Regions from separate parts of the Mus musculus genome. Here region 2 is linked to region 1. Evidence: chromatin contacts called from public HiChIP or PLAC-seq data. All regions are on one chromosome and are shown on one strand. Each heading gives the region's core, a stretch centred on a gene start, on an enhancer-like site or on the middle of the called end of the contact. The rest is flanking DNA. Distances are from core to core; before and after follow the strand shown.

The links. HiChIP or PLAC-seq counts read pairs in DNA pulled down with a chosen protein or histone mark.
Region 2: an H3K4me3 HiChIP or PLAC-seq map of bone marrow-derived macrophages shows a contact between it and region 1, with 5 times the contacts expected there. The contact joins two enhancer-like sites. A contact is called at or near these places in 2 of 115 datasets of contacts at active chromatin or transcription factors (bone marrow-derived macrophages and memory CD8 T cells).

Annotation. Positions count from the first base shown.
Region 1 is chr17:26,747,960-26,751,751 of GRCm38.p6, forward strand. The region is part of intron 4 of Crebrf (CREB3 regulatory factor); the gene reads left to right. Among named protein-coding and RNA genes, the nearest start is that of Bnip1, 31 kb to the right of the region's middle. Within about 2 kb of position 2,207, at least 6 of the 459 cell types and tissues checked have an H3K27ac peak or open chromatin away from gene starts, as enhancers often do. A contact at or near this core is called in bone marrow-derived macrophages, where this site is marked.
Region 2 is chr17:26,998,504-27,001,906 of GRCm38.p6, forward strand. No RefSeq gene overlaps it. Among named protein-coding and RNA genes, the nearest start is that of Zbtb9, 27 kb to the left of the region's middle. Within about 2 kb of position 1,623, at least 40 of the 459 cell types and tissues checked have an H3K27ac peak or open chromatin away from gene starts, as enhancers often do. A contact at or near this core is called in bone marrow-derived macrophages, where this site is marked.

The sequences.
Region 1 (3,792 bases), core at 957-3,456:
AGCCAGGGGAAAACAAGCCAGTAAGTAACATCCTTCCATGGCCTCTGCATCAGCTTCTGCTTCTTGAGTTCCAGTCCTGACTTCCTTTGGTGATGAACAGCAGTGTGGAAGTGTAAGCTGAATAAACCCTTTCCTCCTCAACTTGCTTTTTGGTAATGATGTTTGTGTAGGTAGAAACAAACTGACTTAAGACAGTTACAAGGAAAAACTTCAGTTGGCCTTTGTTCTGTAGTCTGTTGCTCTTTATTCTGTAATTCCTATCTGTCCCTCTCTCCCTTTCTTGCTTTCTCTCTTTCTGCAAGGTCTTACTGTATTGTCCTGGCTGACCTGATACTTGCTGTATAGCACAGGTTTTTCTTAAATTCATGGTACTCTTGCCACGGCCAATTGAAATGCAGACAAGAACCACAGTGTCTGGCAATAAAATCCTTAAATCATTTTTGTTTTTCATTGCACTGATGTGTGTATGTGCTATAAGAAATTAAAAAATGGGCTGGGCGGTGGTGGCACACGCCTTTAATCCCAGCACTTGGGAGGCAGAGGCAGGTGGATTTCTGAGTTCGAGGCCAGCCTGATCTAAAAAGTGAGTTCCAGGACAGCCAGGGCTACACAGAGAAGCCCTGTCTCGAAAAACAAAAGAAATTTAAAAAATAATATGGTTTCATCCTTCATAAGTTTGTGAGACTACTTCAGTTTTGTAGTTTTAGCAATCTGTCCTAGATAATTGTTTATTCTCTAAATGAATCTGAAGTTCACTGCTATAGGATGGAAGCTTCTATGTTTGTCCATCTTGTTTTCAGTGTTGTTCAAGTCTGCTATGTCTTGCTTTTTCCTGTTATTTTAATGTTGGTGATGTGAGTGTGTGTGTGTGTGTGTGTGTGTGTGTGTGTGTGTGTGTTTTGGCTTTTCAAGACAGGGTTTCTCTGTGTAGCCCTGGCTGTCCTGGAACTCACTCTGTAGACCAGGCTGGCCTCAAACTCAAGAAATCCACCTGCCTCTGCCTCACAAGTGCTGAGATTAAAGGTGTGTGCCACCACTGTCCGGCTGTTTGTGTATGTCTTACATCCCTTCTTTTGGTTTTGCTTGTGTCAAATTATTTATTTCCTGTGTTTTCTTGGGCATTGTTAAATTAACCTCCTTGGGTTGGAATTTTCCTTTTAGTATCTTTTGTAGGTTTGTATTTGTGGATAGATAGGATAGATAGATGGTCCTGTTTTAAGTTACTTTCCCCAGTGAAGGAGGATCGTAGAGGATGGTTAGGCAGGAGTTTGTGGATGGGTGGGGGAGTACCCTCTTAGAGGATACTCTTTTTGATCCATCCATTATGGAAGACAAGTAGTAGTTAAGTTCCTCACCACTAGATTAAGCATTTCTTCTTGTCAGTAATGTTATTATTTGCTTTATATAGTTAGGTGTTTTGATGTGGGTATATTTAAAAGTTCTTCTTGATGAAATAACCCCCATTTATCAACATACACAGCTTTTCTTTCTCTTTAGTGAGAGCTTGCTGCTTAAAGTCCACTCTTAAGTCTAGCACACACTATCATGGATCACCTTCCCCTCTCATTTGCCCTTAATTGTTTCTCTTGTCTGAAGTATGCTATGTACTTTAGCCTGGCATTGAACTTGTGTCCACCTGCCTCATCCACCCAAGTACTGGATGAGAGGCATTTCCCTATCACACTTTACTTTACTTTGTAGTATCATTAATTATTGATAAGTAAGGATTTATTGTTGGTTTTTGACTGTCAGCATATAATTTTGAAGTGCTGGCAACAAATCTTGGGACTTGCATATGCTAGGAAAGTATTCTACCACTGTTGGTACACTTCCAATCTTTGTCTTTAGTTCTTTGATATTCATCATTCATTCTCTCTCTCTCTCTCTCTCTCTCTCTCTCTCTCTCTCTCTCACACACACACACACACACACACACACACACACACACGAATATATACTGAGTACATCCTCTTCATACCCTACTACACCCGTTTTCAACCGGTGGGTCATGACTCCTTTGGGGTCCCATATCCAATATCCTGCATTTCATAGATTTACATTATGATTCATGACAGTAGCAAAATTATGGTTATGAAATAGCAACAAAATAATTTTGTGGTTGGAGGTCACCACAACATGAGGAACTGTATTAAAGGGTCAGAACATTAGGAAGGAAGGAAGGGTGGGACGCTGCCCTGCTACTGCTCTCCCTTTCCTCTGCACTTCCTTCCGATGTAGTTCCTCTTTTCCCCTGATGGCACTTGTACTTCCATATTATAGATGATTTCATCTATGTAAAATCTAGGAAGTCAAAATGAGATAAAACATATGTGTCCTTATAAGATAGAGCGATCCCTTCATGGGATAGATCTTTCTCTTTAGCTCAGAGCATTCCTTCAAATATCTTCTGTAGAGCTGGTTAGGTGGTCACAAATCTTTTTAGTCTGATTTTATCATTTAAAAACTAGCCAGCACTGTGTCCAGTGCTGACTTCTTTTCTCTTCTCTTCTCTTCTCTTCTCTTCTCTTCTCTTCTCTTCTCTTCTCTTCTCTTTTTTCTTTTCTTTTTTCTCTTCTCTTCTCTTCTCTTCTCTTCTCTTCTTCCTTCCCTCCTCCTCCTCCTCCTCCTCCTCCTCCTCCTCTTCCTCCTTCTTCTTAGCTGTTTATATTCTCTTGAAATTCATTCAGAATTTGGTTTATGTCCTTTTTGTTTCTTTAAATATAATTGTTGTCTGGAATTTCATCTAATTCATTGTCATTGGAGAATATTACTATCTGGTAAATGTTGGAGGAACCATGTTGCCTTTTTTTGTTTGTTGTTTTTATATTTTTGCATAGGGATTTATGCATCTGGAATTAGGTTGATTGAGTATTTTTATCATTCTTACTCTTCTATTAGAAATGTTTAGAACATTTAAGAGAGACTCAGATGTAATAGGATTGAGATGCCATTTTGCTCTGCTATACTGGTGCTTCGTGCACTAGTTAAGTCTCCAGGACTTAAAATGTTGTCTACAGAAAAAAATCACTAGCAAAATATAGGCCTGGTATGAATTTACAGTCATGGTTACGTAACAATCATCCCCTAAGCTCTAATTATTTCAGGAAATAAAGGAACACTAGTAGCATGATAGACTAAGGTGTCAGTTCCTGTCAGATGAGTAGAAATGGGAAAAAAAGAATTTGTGGTTAGTATCGGGAAAAAGAGAGGAAGAAAAAATAGAGGAAGAAAAAAATAAAGAGAGAAGGCGAAATAGGGACACAGTGAGGCAGTCTGCCTAATGGAGAATGAAAAAACAAAAGGATGGAAAGAAGTGCAACAGAATACTCTAAAAGATTCCCAGGACCCGGCAGGATGAGATAAGTAAACCGTACAAATCAGGCTAGCCTGTAATTTTTGGGAAAACCTATCAAATGAAATGTGAGAAGGCAAAGAGTATAAGCTTAGGAGAAAAGAAAATTGAAAGGGGACCAGAGGAGTAAGGGTAAAGGGAGAAGAGGATAGACTGATGTGGTTAATTGGTACTGGGTATTAAATATAAAGGGAAGAGCTTGATGGGGTATAGTGTCTGAATGCAGTCTCCCCTGATTGCTGCTCGCAACCTCAATTCTCAATGGTCCTTCCTGCTTGTCCAGATGTCTGTTAAACTCTTTTTTTTTTTTTTTTTTTTTTGATTCTTTTTTTTTTTTTTTTCCCATTTTTTATTAGGTATTTAGCTCATTTACATTTCCAATGCTATACCAAAAGTCCCCCTTACCCACCCACCCCCACTCCCCTACCCACCCACTCCCC
Region 2 (3,403 bases), core at 373-2,872, 250 kb after region 1:
CCGTGGGGGATCTGAAGCACGGGGCTGGTGTGGTATCGACCCGCCAGTGGGAATTTAGCGTGCTGGGTGGAGAGATTTTGGAGCTCTGAATCAGTCTCCCTGAGATAAGAGCTGGCCAGGCTTGAGAGTAGCAGGGTGTAGCGCGGGAACTTGGAGTTCTTGTAATATTTCCCGCAAGATTGCTGTATGCCTGTAACCCTTTGGTAACAAGAGGCTAAGGGGAAAAGAATTTGAGTTCCAGGTCAGCCTGGGTGACACAGTAAGAACTTGGGTAAAAAAGTCCAGGGGAGCCGGGCAGTGGTGGTGCACACCTTTAATCCCAACACTCGGGAGGCAGAGGCAGGCAGATTTCTGAGTTCGAGGCCAGCCTGGTCTACAGAATGAGTTCCAGGACAGCCAGGGCTATACAGAGAAACCCTGTCTCGAAAAAACAAACAAACAAACAAATAATAAATAAATAAATAAATAAATAAATAAATAAATAAAAAAAATCCAGGGAAGGGCTGGAGAGATGTCCAAGTGGTTAAGAGCACTGGCTGCTTTTCCAGAGGTCCTGAGTTCAATTCCCAGCAACCACATGGTGGATCACAACCATCTGTAATGGGATCTGATGCCCTCTTCTGGTGTGTCTGAAGACAGTGACAGTGTACGCACAGACATGAAATAACTAAGTCCGCAGCTTGGAAAGGTAAGGCTAGAATGGGAGCAAGTGCATGCCTGTCACCTCAGCACTTGGGTGCTGAAGCAGAGGGTCCCCTCTGCGTTTAGCTTGTTACAGCACGGGCACAAGCAGGTGAATGACTTAAGATTGATCGGAAGGACTCCGGTGGGTGAGTGGGCACAGAGTCAGGAGCTGTGTGGGTAGCGGGAAACAATCAAATCCCTTCTCTCATTTGGTTAAAGAAAAAAGAACATGTGCATGCACATGTGTGTACATGTGTGTGAGGAGACCAGAGGAGGGTGTTTGATCCCTAAAGCTAGAGTGACAGGGACTCGTGAGCCACCCAGGGGTGCTAGGAAGCAGATTTGAGCACTCCAGGAAAGCAGTAGCGGCTCTTAGCCACTGAGCCATCTCTTCAGCCCCTCTCTTTTAATTTTTACTACATTAAAAAAAATTAATTTCATGTCTGTGAGTACACTGTTGCTATCTTCAGACACACCAGAAGAGGGCATTGGGTCCCATTACAGATGGCTATAAGCTACCATGTGGTTGCTAGGATTTGAACTCAGGACCTCTGGAAGGGCAGCCAGTGCTCTTAGCCATTGAGCCATCTCTCCAGCCCAAATGTGTAACCCAGGCTAGCCTTGAACTCATGATCCTCCTCCCTCTGCCTCCTTCAGCAAATCCTACCAGCGTGTGCCACCACAACAGGCTCTTACTACATTTTTTATCATCTCTCTGTCTCTGTGTGTGCGTGTTCATGAGACAGAGCGTCTGTACAGGTCAGAGGACATCTCTCAGGAGTCGGTTCTCTCCTTCCACCCCATGGATCCAGAGGACCAAACTCAGTCTGTCAGGCTTTATGACAAGCCATCTTCACCAGCAGCATTTGTGCATTCTTCTCCCTTACCCCTGTTCATGAGTGACTCCGAGAACTTCCTGACTGTGAAGACAAGACAGCAGGCAGGACCCACCTCCTCGGGTTGTGACGGGGATGAGCGGAAATGGCAAGCTCAACTCACCCTGCTCAGCACCTGGCTCCTGAGGCATTCCAAGGGAATGTGACTGTCTACCTCTACAGATCCGCGCATGCGCGTGCTCGCGGGCCCCATTCTCCCTGTTGTTCCCGGCGCTATTAATTTCACTTTCTACTTACTATTTTTGGCACTTCAGAGGAGGAGTCTGTGGCTTTCTAGCAATTCTGGATATTATGGTGTTCTCTCTCACCTCTCACGGGGTTTCAAGGCTCATAAACCTCCCCCCTCCGGGCTTGCTGCCTTATTCCTGGCAATTTGGAAGGCAGTGCTGTGCCATCCTGCCCACACTTGACTGTTGAGGATCCCCCCTCCCCCAGCCTTTGCTTAAGAGGAGGGTCTTATGAAGGCTTTATTTTTAAGTAAGACTCTCTACCTCCATTTCCCCTGCCCCCATGCTTCAACCTCTCCTGCTCTCCTGAGACAGTGGAGGGCTTCCATCCCTTTCCTTTCTCCCCGCACTCTGGATTTCAAGATCAGCCTGACCCAGAGAAGGGGCAAATGGACCACATATATGCTGGGGTAGCCACACAAAGACCAGCAGAAATGGCTCACTCCATCCTCACTCATTCATACGAGAGTTGGGATGTTATAGGCCACTGGTAAGGCTGGGTGTGACGGCGCACACAACTGTAATCCGAGCGGTCAGAAACAGGAGTGCTACAAGTTCGATGCTAGCCCAGTACACGTGGCCTGTTCTAGGGTAGCCACCCTGTCTCAGAAAACAAAACAAAAAGCTGTGTGTAGCTTTCAAGCCAGCCTGGAAAGGCAGCCTCTCCTCCCGCGTGCCCTGTCTTCCCCTGTGCCCCCAACCTTGGTTTCAAATAGAACTGCAAATGGAAACCTGGCCAACTCTGGCTGAAGTCCTCTTCCCAAGACCTTTCTTCTTTAGCCTGAGGTGGCCTCAACCCACCATTCCCCAAAGCACACCACACATCTGTGTCTCTAAGTGTAAAATTGCAGGATGGACCGCACAGACACCCTGCATTCAACAAGGCCTGTGTCTTTCGCTCCAAGGTGGGTTCGGCTACCCAGGGAAGACAACAATGAGTGTACACCTAGCCCAGTGCAGCCACAGACGGGAAGCAATTCCATCTCTGTAAGTCTACAGCGCCCCCTTCAGGAACAGACAACAGGAAAGGGTGTCACCACCTGCAGGCAACCTCCTAGGCCTGGCCAATCCAGGCTGCTCTCTCTGACTCTTGACCATTGCCCTTGGCACTGCTGTTCCAACTCCTGCCGGTCAACTCCTTTGGCCACTAAAAGCCTAGAGACAGCTGGGTGTGTTGGCGCACACCTTTAATCCCAGCACTCCAGAGGCTGAGACTATTCAGATATATTGTTGGTCAGCCTGGTCTACACAGAGAGAGTTCCAGCACAGCCAGGGCTACACAAAGAAACCTTGTCTGCAAAGTGGTGGGGAAGACCTAGAGACCTTGAAGAAATTACCTGTTGAAATGGTGGATTTCAGAAAGGCAGAAACCAAAGCCACGTAATTAGAGTCACGTGATACAGGTCCCTCCCTCCTGCCCAGGAGGGAACAAGTGTGGCCTGAGCCGAGTTGATGGGTTCCCGTTGCACAGATCTTCCTGGGAAGACATGAACAAACATCTGCTTGCCCAAGGTGGTCGACCAACTTATCACCAAGGAGGAATTCCAACCCAAGGCTGAGTGCTGAGCCGGTGAGCTCTCTGAGAGTAGGAAAGGA